Linked DNA regions of Gasterosteus aculeatus: region 2 is linked to region 1. The links are chromatin contacts, called in public Hi-C maps. All regions are on one chromosome and are shown on one strand. Each heading gives the region's core, a stretch centred on a gene start, on an enhancer-like site or on the middle of the called end of the contact. The rest is flanking DNA. Distances are from core to core; before and after follow the strand shown.

Region 1 (7,700 bases), core at 1,216-3,715:
GCTGGCGGCCCCTCAGTGTCCCTCACATGCCGCAGGACGTCTCCAATGCTCCACCTCTGCTCACTGACACGGTGAGCGACGCCGGGGGAGACGGGCCACGTACCGCGAGAGCGGCCGACCATCGGATACAGGGGGAAACTTTCTTTACCGTGACGTTGCATCAGACATGCAGAAATGTGGTACCAGTCAGCTGATCTGAGGCCAGGTGGGACAGGGAGGGCGGATCGGCTGTTGCCGCTGACTTATACGTGTCAGGTTTTTTGGCGGGGAGCATGAGAGGCGCGGAGGGAGGTGTGTGCTGGCCGCGGCGTGCCGGGGGTATCGCGTTGTCGTTAAACAGATTGTAAATATGCCGAAGGATTAGTGGCCGCCCTACTGGGTTTGCCACAAATGAGCGGATGGCGTGCGTGCGTGCCGGATAGGCGGCTGCGAAGGGTTTCTCGCGGCATCAAGCAGCCATCTTCTAATCTTTTTCGCTCTCTAATTACAGTCTGGTCAAACGCGAAACCGAAGCCCTTGTTTTCTCTTTCAGTTCTATTCCCCCCCCTTCAGCACCAGCTGGGCGCTTTGGCTCCAGGCAGGCACAGCATGGCCTCCTTTAGCCTCTAGTTTCAGAGCTGCACGCTGGTATTATGACTACCAGGGGTCAACCGGCTCCACAGTATCATGTCCTCCGCCAGAAGCACTGTGGGCTATTCTGCTTTGTCCCCCTGTGTTTTATTAGGCCCTAAGTGTTAGCGTCAACCTCACAAGTGTCACTGGCTGTCAATCAAATGTGACCCGGGAGTAGCAGTTTAAGATTAGTCAGGATTAAGAAGAGTTTGTAACTAAAGCTTTTGTAAGAGAGAGAGAGAGGTGGGTTCATGTTCAGATATTCAGATGGGTGCAGATGGAGTCGGGACAGCGCTCAGTCTACAGTGAGCACTTCTGATTGGATTTCAATCTGAGCTTTAGAGCAGATAAAAAAAAAATCATGTTTAATAATAATAAAAATTATTCAAAAAACTAGTGAATTAGTTCATTATCATTTTGCTGAGAGGCTTCAATCATTTATAAAACTAATTTGGGCCTGAAGCACATTTATTTATTCAAAAACAATACTTACAGCTAAATATATTTTCATAATTTGACATGCAAATCAAATCTAAACAGCACCATGTGAAACAACTACAGCATTGAAATAGCAACGCTGAGTCACCACTCACAACATGAGCCGATAGCAGGTCAACTTTATCTGCACTGTCGCACCACAAAAGACCAAGACATACAAATCCCTACTGGATACAACAAATCTGCAACGATAAGAAAATACTGTGAGGTTGGCAGCCGGGGAGAAGAACGGGTAAGTGGGGTTTAAGATAAAGAATAACACCAAGAAAACAAGAATAGTATTACTCAGCCGCCGGGGGGGGGGTCGGCGCAACTCTTTGGTTTGGCCAATTGGTTTCTCATTCTTCTCTTGGAATCACATCTATATTCCCCGCCCACGTGATCGCTTCACCAGAGAGGGATTTGGATGTCAGTGCGGAAGAGGCTCAAATGTGGCCTAACACGTGTAAAACCTAAATCTAGAAATATGGGCCGTGGGTGTTTGTTACAAACGACTATAAAACGCACCGTGAGAGTGGCGAGAGCACCAAACAGACGAGACAGCTGTTCGCCAGATGTTTTGCTCGATGGGCGTTTTTTTTTTTGCGGAGCACGGGTGAAATATTGATAAGACACGGAGCCGTAAAACGCGCAGCCTGCCTCGAGATGTGTTCGCGTAAAGATGACGTTTCATCTCTCACCGTCTTCTGGTTCCGTCTTTTTTAAAAAACGGGCCCTAAACTGTGATCTCTCCGCTATCTGCACCCTGAGACTCAAAGAGCATCTGCTGACCCCGTCCCTCCCCTGCCGGGATGGGGTGGGGGGGTGGGGGCAGACTGAGGCGTGAGAAACCCTTCATTTATTTACCGAGCTGTAAACTGTCAGCGGCGTCCGTGATCCTCAGCAATAACTTTCATTACCAGCGACATCAATTCATCGTTTTTTTTTTTCCTTTTCGAAATGCCTTTGTTGTTGCAGGCTATTTAGTGAGTCGTTAAGCCTTCACGGGGCCGATCGAGGCAATTTCAACAGTTGTGTTTTCCTCCTGGCGTCGCTCCGAGCAGCAGGAATCGCTGAGAGCCGATGGAAGGGTTCGGGGGGGTCGATGGCAGGAGGCAGAAAGAACGATCGGGCCGACAGACGAGAGCGCGGTTCAGCAGTTCTGTGTCAGTTCAAAATGTGTCATAATGAGCCATTAACAAAATAAAAGCACCTCAGTCTGTTTGTCCTGGGGATTAATGATCCCTGATTGGCTGAGTTACTCGCGGCCAGTTGGAGGGGCTTATCAATGAATCAGTAACTGGAGATCTTAACAAAGCACGGGGTGGGGGGGTAATCCCTCTTTTCAGCCAGCTCCCCAGCTTGTTTGCTTTCTTCATCCCCTTCTGCTGCGTTGTTGTTATTCTGTGCCCTGGCACAGGTAAGGCATAGGCAGAGCCAGCGAAAGGGGAGAAGTGAGAGGGGGAGGAAAGGACGGAGGGGACAGGAGGGAAAGTAAACGGCATTAGGAGGAGAGTTTAAATCTTTCCAAACTTTATCTCTATTTGTTCTCGGTTTACTAAAAAGGACATTTCATATTGATTATATTGTTGCCATTGGACCAGTCACATTTGATTATTAATGAAAAAAAAAAAAACATGTCACACATTGAATACAGCAGAGTTTAACACATTAGCAGCTATTCCTCCCTGTGGGGTAAAATAGAAGGAAAAATAGGTGGAAGACAGTAGGAGAAGCAAAAGAAATAACAGAAATCAGGAGTAGGAAAGGTGGATTTTCTCAAAAAAAGAGAAGCAAGGGAAGAAAAAAATGGAAAAACCAAAAGCCAGAATTTAGAAGAGGGGGAGAATTAGAAACAACGGAGGAAAGAAGAGAGCAGGGGAGCAAAAAATCAATGAGGAAGAAAAAGAATGTGGAGAATAAGTGAAAAGGCGAGAAGGAGAAGAGGATAAAGCCCTCCTGTTGTTTTCCTTATAAACACACTCAGGGGTCAGGCGGGTGGCAGCTTCCCAGGGTGATTCCACAAAGAGAGAAAAGGGGAGATGATTTCAGCCCAAAGAAACACATGACGCTCCTGCCTTAACACACGCAAACACACACTCACAATGTCTGCACACAAACCGCCGCTTCTACACGCAAACCCTTCCATGTCTGTTCTGTAGTCCCGCATTATAACCTCTAGGGGGAACTCTTTATGGGGCCAAGAAGGGGCAATCATGACCGCCGGTCATGTGACGTGATGCCACCAGATGGGGTCCGTCTATCCCGTTGCCCCCCGGGGTTGGGAGGTCCCGATCACCCTCCCTCCACCTGTCCCATCATTCATAGCTGCTTCGCCGCTGGGAAGTTAAGGCCATCATTACTTAGTTAGGCTAATTATATACACACATCTGACGGGGGGGTTACAAACGCACACACACACACACACACGTACGTTTAGAATGTATTGGAACACATAATGCGTCTGCCGAGGGGCTCAGTCCGACTGTGCGTTGACAGGCAGAGAGATGGGGGGGGGGGGGCGGCTGTAAAGTATAGACAGTTCTCTCTTTCTGTGTGTTTTTTTTTCCCTGCTGGGAACAAGACCAGGGGAGGTGAATAATTGGCCTCAGATTGAAAACACATTGCTACTCGTGGGAAGGCACCTCGGGAAGTTAAAACATAAAAATAAAAGAGGCCAGAGAGGGAGATAGAGAGCAGAGAGCAGAGAGCGGAAGCAGGGACGGGACGAGAGCGAGAGCGGGCGGTGTTGTTTATGGATCCTGGTGGTCCCGACTGTGCCAACCGCTAACTCGTCCTTCAACGCAGCTGCAGCTACGCTGCGCTGTGTGCCAGGCTGCTGCAGGCCGTGTTATGTAAAGCGCCATGTATATTCTAATCTCTTGCTAATTAGGCCCGGTTGTCCTCTTGGCCTTTGCTGGGAGAAAAAAAAAAGTTCTCATCGGCACTCCTCGGTCGGGCTTTTGTTTTTGAGTCGGCCGTTTAGCGTCTGAGGAGAATCCTCCTGGAGAGAAAAAGTCACAAAAATGTAACTTCATTGATTCCCACTGGATTAATATTAACCGTTGACTATCACAGTGTCCACGTCCTCAAAAACATGGAAGGAAATAATGAGTTGCTGTATTTGGTCCTTTTAAGGTGAAAACTTGTTATAGGCTGATTGCGACAAGCGTCCTTCTGTCTTACATGTATGAGGCAGGTTAATGACTGGTGACGTTATTCTGCTGTCAAAAAGGTCAAAGCCGTAACAGCAGCATGGCGTTTGTGTCAGTCATCACACACACACACACAGCAGGCCTCCGTCATTCAGTCTGCGTGAAACCCCGAGGGGCAGACGTGGGCGAGTCGTAAACCCCTTCGGTGCCAAAGATGGCTGTTTTTTTAAGCGTTGCCATGACGGCTGTTTATAACAACACAATGTTCCAGCCACAGCTTTGTTGAACACAGCGTTCGCAACCGCAGGTGTGCGCATGCAGGCACGCGTGCACATCGAAACACACACTCCTTAATGACACATAACCCGAGGAGGCCACAGAGCGGCTCCTGCCCCCCCCCCGCCCCCACCGACTGAAATCTGTCCCATCAGCACCTGCCGGGTTTGTGTACTGAGGCAAAACTGAGGAGCATTCTGCAGGATCCCGCAGATCTCTGTATGTATATACAGCGATGATGATGATGATAATTATCTTTTAATTTCACTTAATGTGGCTGCTCCTGCAGTGCACTCGGCCGGGGTAACCTCGGGGAGATGCTGCCCCCCCCCCCCTTGCTCGACTGATATCGATCTGACACTTTAGACGCTGAGCTGAGGTCAGTGGGTAGTGACAGCCCATTATTCAGCCCCAGAGCCGGTGTTTGGCCAGCGTCTGAGCCCAGGTGATAGCCTGACCTCACTGTCGTCTATCTTAGGAGCTGCTGAGGGATGGAAGGAGTTTGAAAAGGAAACGAACGAAAGCCTGATGCTTCATTCGGTCTTTTCTTTTCTTTCAGCAAACTCGATCCCTTCTGTCTTTGTCTACCTGCTCATCGTCCTCGTCTACCTTAAATAACCTTCTGCTGTTGTTATTGTGCTATTTAATTACGAAATGTTCTCTTACGAATTGGTTTCAGCGTTTTACTTTCTTATTGGAATGGATGAAATAGAAAGAACCTCATGACACAGTTTATTCTATTCAAGTTGATGGTGTTTTTCAAGAAACATTCTCTAAATTCAAAACAGAAAACAGATGGTGATTATTTTTTCTGATATTCCAGCATTTTCAATCCCTGACAAATGAAGACACATCGCATTAATTGAAGCGATTAGCCACATTTTGTGTAACGGTCTGTTGCAATCAAAGCCAGAGTCACCGCTGTCTCATTCTGTTACTATATTTTCAAATGTATTATACTCCCATTGCAGGAAATCGTTAAATGCGAAGGACAATACAGACGTATTACTTTAAGAAATAGAAAAAAGCTGCAGGTAATAAAAAAAATCTGATATTTCTTCATTTTTTTACAGTCAATATATAACATTTGTCATTTCTACAAATTTGAATTAGCTAATTTTTTTCCAAAATGTTGCAGAAATAGAGAACAAGGACGAACACGTTAACAGGCAGAGAAACACAGATGCGAGCAGCAGTGGATCCTACAGGAAGCCCCCACCTGAAGCCTGCTTGACTAACATGGCCCTGATCCTCGCTCCGCAGGGCCGAGACTACGGCCCCTGACCTCCCCTCCCCAGGGGCGATCCGAGCCCCCCCCCGCACTGCCCTATCGCTTTACTGCACCCCGGGGAGCCGTGGCCCCGCCCCCCCTGGCCCAACACGCTCTGAACCCACGAGCAGTCGGGGGAAGTGTGGGGGTTTGGCGGTGGAAAAAAAAAAAAAAAGAAGGAACCCGCAACGTCTGGACTCAATCACCCGCCCATGACAAGCCTGCAAAGCCCTCACACATACACACACACACACACACACACACCGACACCAGCACTTATCCACCAGTGAGGTCTCACACACATCAAAGTGCAGTGGGGCTGACTTGGTTGAGTAAAAGGCGTTCTGTGGGGAGATGGTGAAATGCTAAAAACTCGAGCTCGGATAATTTGTTGTGTTCAAGGCCCCGAGAGGAGAGGATTTTATTCAAGGTTTGAAAAGGAGAGAGGGGGTAGGGTGGGGTAGTGGGGGGGGGGGGGGGGGGCAGAGGAGTGAAAGATCGACTAGTGAGAGAGACTTGAGAGAAGGAGCCCAAATGATGTGAGAAAATTTAAGGGACGTGAAAGAGGGGCAGTGGGAAAGAGCCCCTCCTGGATTTAAAACTCTCAAAGGTCTTGTATAAAAGCTAGGAGGTCTGTGTGTGTGTGTGTGTGTGTGTGTGTGTGTGTGTGTGTGTGTGTGTGTGTGTGTGTGTGTGTGTGTGTGTGTGTGTGTGTGTGTGTGTGTGTGCTTGTGAGGCATTTGAGTTTACTTATATGGCCCAATATAATATATTTAACGGCTGCAAAACAAAACAGTAAGAGCTCTTAAAGAAGACAAACTCTTACAAAAGGACAAAAAAAACCTATAAATTGCGAATTTGCCTTTTCTATGAGAATCAATGGGAAAATGTTGCTCATAACTTGTGGGCGCACAATTGGTTTTACAACATGGAATCTCTGAGGGAGCTACTACATGCAAGACGAGGGTCACGTCACCACCGATCTTGTAATACTGTATATGAAGACAAATGCAGAACCGTCTCTCCCCTCATTAAGTAGAATAGAAAATAAGTGACTTAAAGAACCCATTACATTCCTCTTTTTTTCACCTCTATGCTTTTGCTATAATTACAATGATTACTCTGAATCGCTCGTCATGGTTGTCTCCTTACAAGCTGCCTTACAAGAGTTCGGAGAAAACCAAACTGTATTTTTTGTTTTATAGCTATCAGAGGAAACAGCTACGACATGCAAGCGTTTATCAAATGTACTTCACCCATTGACAAGTGGGAGCTCTTAAGATCTATGGGACATATAACATGGTCTACTTGTTACACCGCAGCAGTACTTTCAAGAACGAATAAAGACAGACCGGAGATGTAAGGGACATATTTCTTAGTCATTTTGCCAAAAACCTTTCATCCGACCGACTTTAAACTGGGAAAAGGACGTGTTGCCCAGACCTCAAGGAAGAGCCTTGTCTGTTCAATTCATTAAGACTTACACACTTTACCGACTAATACCAATGTTATAAAAGGAGTCTAAAGGGTCCATTATAAAAGGCGACAGAGGGTGAACCACTTAGAACGCAGCTCTGCCCCCCTCTCATCTCAAAGCACACCCAGAAAAAACAGCACATGTAACATCATGTAAGGGCTAAACATAGAGGAGCCCTCCGCGTGCCCCGCGTGCCATTTTTCCGAGCCGTACCACCTGGTCCACTCAATCTGCCCCCGCAGGGCCTCATCAACCCCCCCAAGACCCTTGACACAGAATGTCCGTCAAAGTCCCGTCCGTCAGCCTGCAAACCGGAGACCTCAGATCTCGGATCTGCGCATACCGCCTTAAGAGAGGCCCCCCTCGGATTCACACACACACACACACACAGCCTTTAGAAGCCGGGGGGGCTCAGATTCCCGCGGTGCACCTT
Region 2 (7,204 bases), core at 89-2,588, 48 kb after region 1:
TGACGTTTTGTTAAACTGCTGGGGATGCGGAGTGCGCGCGCCGTGCGTCACCCGACGATTAAAACTACCGTAAAACCGACCAGAGTACAGCTTGAACAGGGTGACGTTTGAGGGGGAAGTTGGCCACCTCTGTGCGCCGGTGCGCAAGGGTGAGAAGGGTTCTACTTACTTGGGGTTGGTCCGGTTCCAGTAGACGGCGTAGCGGTCGGACACCACCTTGGACGCCGGGTCCTGGCAGTAAACACACACCACTACGACGAGGAAGAGGAAGAGGATCATTTCCACTTGCGGCATCTTGGCTCTGGAACTCCGACGGTGCCAAATTGACTCCGGTCCCGGTGCCGATGTGACGGATGTGGCGGGGAGATGTTGCGCGGAGAGTCCGCTTTACAGGTGCAGCTTCCTGCTCGGTGTTCGCAACCAAACGAAATGTCTTTCTCTGCTTTAACAAAAAAAAGAAACCGGCTTGACGACAGTCAGATCGATGACTTTGCACCAAAAACCTTCTGCTCGAAAACGACTTCTACTTCAAAAAGCCACAGTGTTTCTGCCCCAACGATCCTCCGCAACTCCGCTGCGCGCTGCGAAACTGTTTCTCCAACTCGCCTCGAATTTCCCGGAGAGGAGGTGCGCGGTGTGGAGGGGCAATATTTAAAAAACCAAGGAGGATGAAACACAACAGATAAACAGATCAGAAATACAGTCCGTGCGGCTCCAGATCCGTTCGGTGCGGTTCGGGAGGGAAGCCCGAAGGACTCCAAACCGGCAGCTTCTTCGGCTCCAGCTGAACCTGCAGCCGCCCGAGCGCTTCTGTCCCTCCGCCGCAAACAACACACGCACACGGGCAGGAAAACGAGGAAAAGAGAGGAGAGAGATAGAGAGGAAAACAAACAGAACGTCGCTGCGTAAACGCGCACAGTCTCCGGGTTGAGCGTCACCCCGACGAGCGGCTCCGCAACATCACCGAGAGCGCACAAGAAGCGGCGATGTCGATGTGGAGGAAGCAAACGCGAGACTGCGGCGCTCGGTCTCCTGCGGCCATGCTCTCCCGGACCACCCCCCTCCGACTCCCCACGACGACCCCCTCCTCCCCCTCCTTTCTCTCTTTCTCTCTCCACCTTCCTGCCAGCCGGGGTACGCTGCAAAAGGTGCTGCTGGTCGCTGCTGAATCTTCTGGAGCAAATTATGCAAAACGGAAAAGAATTTCAGTCCTGTTTGTTGGCGCGGACATTTCTTGCTGGTACAGTTTCACAGTTGCACTAATTCTCATTGGCTTGGGTTTTGCATGACGGTCGTTTTGTTTACGTCGACATCCCTCCTACATGTGTTTCTCTGCCCCCTCCCCCCCCCCGGCTGGCAGACTCATCCCAGATCGTTTCACAACGTGCTCCTCTTCGACGCGTTGAACTTTCATTTCACTTGGTCTCAATCAATGTAACGTTTGTCCTCAAATGTGATTTCATTTAAATGTCCCAGAACCAAAGTTCGGCTCTTTCCAATAGAATTAAAGAAATTTGCTCGAAGGAATTTTGCGGAAAACAATTGCTTTGTCAGTAAATGCAGTGGTGCCTGCCAGAGGAAATGGTTTCCAACTGCTCTCCAGACGGTCCCTTTGACTGCAGTGCCTCAAAACCAGTTAAGCATCTCGGCTGGCACGACTTTTCGTTTGCATTGTTGGGGGGAAACAAACTTTCCATTCTGCATTGAATTACGTCACAAGCCAAACATTATTATGCGTGCAAAATCAAAATGCTTTAATTTCCTCTAGTTTGCCTCTAAATTATAGATTTAAATATGTTTTGTTTTTCTCAGCCACATGTTTGTCTCCCAGACATTCCAGACTGCTTTGCTTCCCTTTCGGGTTGCAGGGCTTGTGGACACACGTAGTTTGGGTCCCTGACTCAGTGCGCCACGTAGTGGCGATCATTGGAAAAGCAACAGGAATCGTCTCTTTGGAAAGAATTCAAGACTGTGCACACACTCAAGAACATTTGAAACATTCTGAAAAACAGTACTTAAGTGGAGTTGGGAGAAGGTCCATTAGTGAGTCGGAGCAGATAGGGACAGACTTCTCTCTAATCCTCTTCATAAGAACAGCAGCACAGGGGGAGCTCATCCGAGGGCCGCTGGGCTCAACTGGAGGGTTGTACAACTTTGCCGAGCCGCTGAACAGTCGCCACCGGCGCTGCTCGGTCCGCGGCTTCTGTTCACAGACAGGCTGATTTATTCCCCCTGAACCAGGCTGGTTCAGGGTTGCTCATTTGTTAAGTCCCCAGTGTGGACATTCATTGCAAAACCTCTGCTCCCATTGCACCGAATTGCATTTCTCCAATAGAAGCAACACAAAAGGAGGAATGGGGAGAAATACTTTTTCAAATCAAAAGGTTTTTTTTTTATTTGACCAAAATGCAATCGATCACCTGCAAAATTAAGTGAAATAGAAAGGGTTGAATCACACATGTATCATATCAAATGTTTTATTGTCTGTAACTGCGCAGAAGAGTGGCTAAGTGGTTCACACTGCTGCCTCGGAGTAAGATGACTTTAGTTTGTTAGCATCCAACAATTACCTTTTAATAAACAAATGTGGACTCTTCTTTTCTTACATGTGGCTTTTTCCCCATGTCCCTTAATTTGATTAATTCATTCATTTAAAAGGTACATTCATGCAACTGCAATTAACAACTTCAAATTCAACTTTTTGATGCAAGAAACAGCTTTGGTATAAAAAGGATCTCAATCTGGTGGTATCTTTCTCTTTTTAATGAGTTCAATTGTCCACTAGATTGTTAGATGAGATGAGTGCTGCTCATTTGGTGGTATGATATTGTACCTTCAATAAACCAACTGGAGGGTGTTCAGAGAACACATCATGAAAACGTGTCTTAGTATAAGCCTACGGCCATGGGGCGGATTTAAAACAACCCCTTCACTGAATTTTATAATGGTTTATTTAAAACCTTGATCATGCTAATGTTTGTGGAGATACAACCAACCTCCAATTCCAAAGGACATTCAGAGCGTGTCCGGTGCCTCCTCGCGTCTCCGAACGCAGTGAAGGCTGAGCCGGCGGCTAACGGCTAACAGAGCTAAACCTGCAAACAGTGCCAACGAACGCAACAGGACAGAGCTTTGCCTGAGGAGCAGCCGGAGAGGTGAGTGCTACAGTTACGCAAGGAAACCGCCCGGTGCAAAGGATGTTCTCAACTCTCACATGCGCGTCCAGCACGGATACGTCAACGAAGCACAGAGGAGCTGAGATACATCCCACAAGAGGGAGGGCGACTCTGCCCTGGTAGACATTATTCCACTATGTCATTGTTGTTCAGTTCATGCAACAGTTGATGCAAAACTGGAGCGGCGTAGAGGATCCACAGTAAACCAGTGAAGATCAGCCTGGAAACTAACCTGACTTGGACCAGGATACTCTGCAGGGGGTCTTTTCCAGAGTAGACTCCTTTATGAAGCAATTTCCTAAAAATAAGGAGGAATTACTGAAATAAGCCATGGCTTTGCTGCTAATCTTGCTTTATGAAATACACAATTATACATAATCCAAAAGAAACAACTTGTGAAGAAAAAAAAACATGTCCGCCCCGGCAACATGCACCTGCTGTACGACACGAGCTGAGCCAGACTGGGCTCATCATCCCCCTGTTGGCTTTGTTTACAGTAAACCCACCTCACACTGTGTTTGTTTGGGTGCAGCAGTGAGGTTGTGTGTGTGTGTGTGTGTGTGTGTGTGTGCACACATGCATGCGTGTGTCCTGTAAATGCATAAATTGTGTATACACAAACCTTCAGGTCTGAGAGGGGTTTTGTTTCTCCCATATGTGCACGTGAGCTTGGGTGCACACACACACACTTGTGTGTGTGTATGTGTGTGTGTGCGCGCGCGTCAGGCTGATCAGCCACCTCGCCCAGGCAGACTAATCCATGAGCTATAATCACCTCATCTCGCCGGCTAAAGTGCCTGTCCTACTTCATTTACGCCTGATACACGCCTGTGTTCGCCAAGACAATGAAGGCATTATAAATTAGGGTCAGTGGGGCTGCGATCACAGCGGTGCATCCTAATGTTCCTCGTGGCCTTATGAGTGGACTGTCACATGCGCGGTGGAATGAGATCCCCCATGTGAGGAGTACATCACAGGCACAACGGTTCTACCATCACAGATGTGCTCCGAGGCGAACAGAGAGGCGGCGTCCTGCGATTTTTTATTTTTTTTCCCCCTCTGCGCTTTTGTTTATGAAGGCAATCTGTAATAAAGCAGCGCCATCAAAGTGCCACTGAGTGTTTACGTTGTGACACAGACATTACAGCCTCTCGGTCCTCCTCCATTAGCAGCTGGCAACACTGTAATCTCGTTTTCAATATTCCTGTTCTTTTGTTCTTTATTTTCTTTACTACCAGTAAATTATTCTGTGAGCACTTGAGTTGTTTATATATTTTTGCTGATTAATTTGAGTTTTCAAAATAGGGTATTTAGCACTTGGCTGAAAAAGAAAAGACCTGTAATTCGACAGATATCTCTTTCCTCTAAACTGCAGTATTTTTTTCCCCAAACAGGATTGTTGTCTTGTTTTCCTCCCTTGAATGGAATATTTCCGCAGCATCCTCTCAGATTTTTTTGTTAATAGGACCTGTTTTCACTTTGGTTTGTTTGTTTATTCGTTGGCAGGATTACAGAAAACGTACCCGCCCAATTGGGTGTAGCGTGGGCCAAGGGAGAGTCCTTTCAATTTCCGAGCGGATCTGAATTACGGTGCAGAGACAAGCAAGCATTGCACGCATGTTTTTTTTTTTTTTGGTGGAGCCCGTTGGTGCATTTCTAGTTTGGGATTCCTGCGGTGGGATATAAACACACACTGAACGAGGACTTGATGTTACTGCTCATGTGAGATAACTGCCACAGAGCATGTGTCTCATGACATTTACAATACAGTATGTGTTTGCTTTCACTTGGACTTGCTTTTTTGATCTCAGAATGTTACACTGTTTGTTTGTCTTATCAATTTGGGGCCGATTAGATTAGATACAAATACTAACTGGACGAAGATTTTTGGAGTCCTGCGCTTTATTTTCTTTCTACGTCCAACGCCCAGGAAACACAAATGTCTCCGCTTGTTTTTATGATGATGAAGTTGCAAACACCAAGCAAAGAAGTATCTTTGCATTATCACCTCTTTCCTCGCTAAAAAAAAAATAAGAGCTGCGTTCATGTGCAATGCATTAACACATTTCATTCTACAGTTGTAATTTACACTACATTATAATTGATCTATAATTGGAACATTAGTGACAGCCGGTTAATGCTGCATGATTTATGGTCTTATCCTTGCCGAGGCCAGAGCAAGGTCACTAACTGCTCGGTTAAGTTTCCACCAGCCAGAATTGTCGGTGCATATCCGTTGCAAACACCATTTTTGTAAAAAACATCTTGGGAGTGCAGACTGGGCCGCCCTTTCAACTTTCCATTTAAAACAAATTCAATCTTGCTGTGCTTCTTCCCCCCGCAGATGAATGTCTGGTGGTGGTTATGGTCACTTAACATTCTGCGAGCCCTTCTCTGCTAGTTTTAAGAAAAATAAGAACACAAGTCAGCCATTGTTGTTAGAATACCTCGACCTTTTATATCTATCCTTCCATTCTTTCTGTCCATTCAACTTATTCTTACTTTCACCTCTTTTCTTTCTCCCTTCTGCTTATAATGCTATCGACATCCCCTCATGCAAAAGTAAATGTTTATCTCTCCCCCAGGGGAGCGGTTTGTCTCTCCTTCTTCATCGCTCTGCCTAAAACACCAGCGTGAACCTTGCCAGCTGGCCTTTACGTGCAGCCCCGCAGCATCGACGCTACAAAAAGGTTTGGCCCCAGTGAAAAATACACAAATTAAGGTGAAACAGGGGTTGAGAGAGGAGCGATGTGAGGAAGATGCACGATGACAGGCTGACAGAGCCAGAAAGACGTGGGAGGTCCCAGTTATTCCGCTCCGATCTGCACTTCTGGGTCTGTGTGTGGCACCTGGTTGAACTCTTTTTGTATACATAACCTCTGCACGTACAAATACACAAACTCACACTTGCACACAAAAGCAAAAGAGTGCGTGTGAGCTCCCACAAAGACACACACACCCCATGCGTTTTTATGGAGGCCAAACCTCTCTCCATCGGTGCTTTCTTTGTGATGTTTCCCTGCGTGTAGGTAAGTAATGTCTGTGACCCGTGGAGCACGTCCTGCTTAAAGTCATTCAAACAGATGGCTGCTGACACAGGAATCCCAGCTATGTTGGTGAGGGGGGGGGGGGGGGTGCCCACCACCACCACCACATCTGTACATTTATACCAGTGGCGTGTATGGAGGGTGGTGGACGGGGTGAACTGAGCCATTTTTTCTATCATTTGTACGTCTTTGTCGTAACGACATACCAAAAGTGAGCGCCCCCTATAGGAGCGCTTTGGTGCGTAAATCCTCAATGATGCTCCTGAACTCATCAAAATCCAATAACCTTCCAGCGCCCCTGTACTCAATCACAGTCTCTGGTCACTCCAGTGCCTGCTCGACCACCTTTTGCACAGAATGCCCCTCTGGTAAGCCCATGTGGTCGGCCCGTATATATCAGTAGTCCTACACTAGTCCTGGTGAAGATTCAAAGAAACCCAGGTGCTCTTTTCAGGTATCTCAAATGTATTATTTGTGATACATTGGGGTGGATAAAAGAAGGGCGATGTGGCCCTTTCGCAGACCTCTGCAGCCTGAATCGTGGGTGACTGAAGGAGAGGGTGTTATCCGAATCAAAGCTAAACCGGCCTGGGGGAGTTATGGAGCTGAATGTCCACTGCTCATTGATCGGCCCCTTATTGCCCTTTCAATAAATCCACTCTCTCCCATTCTCATAACACAATTTTGTCTGCCTGAAATGAATTTATTTCTAAAACCGTAGGAGTCGAGATTAGATTTAGGGAAAGTAATAAAGAAAGTGGGGGAAATTGCTTAAGATATTTGCATATATTGAGCATTCACGTAGCCAGTGGCCATGCAGGCCGAAGCCCCACTTGGAAAGCATCCTGAACAGTGTGAGGGACCTGATCGGTAATCAGACGGACGAGAAAAGAAGTTGCTCCCTGAGTAAATCTCCATCAACATGATGAATGGCACTCACGGCATGTTACACATGTTGGTGTATTTGAATGAAAAAGGTCT

The links. A called contact is a pair of places that touch in the nucleus more often than the background predicts.
Region 2: a Hi-C map of skeletal muscle shows a contact between it and region 1, with 5 times the contacts expected there. The contact joins the promoter of LOC120831978 here to the enhancer-like site in region 1. A contact is called at or near these places in 4 of 6 Hi-C or Micro-C datasets (skeletal muscle, tail fin and whole body).

The regions. Positions count from the first base shown.
Region 1 is chr14:11,839,231-11,846,930 of fGasAcu3.hap1.1, forward strand. The region is part of intron 1 of LOC120831978 (ephrin-A5b); the gene reads right to left. Among protein-coding and RNA genes, the nearest start is that of LOC120831978, 47 kb to the right of the region's middle. Within about 2 kb of position 2,466, at least 1 of the 9 cell types and tissues checked has open chromatin away from gene starts, as enhancers often do.
Region 2 is chr14:11,888,352-11,895,555 of fGasAcu3.hap1.1, forward strand. LOC120831978 (ephrin-A5b) reads right to left here and starts at 1,339. Exons shown (of 5, transcript XM_040197965.2): 1 at 170-1,339. The coding sequence starts at 294.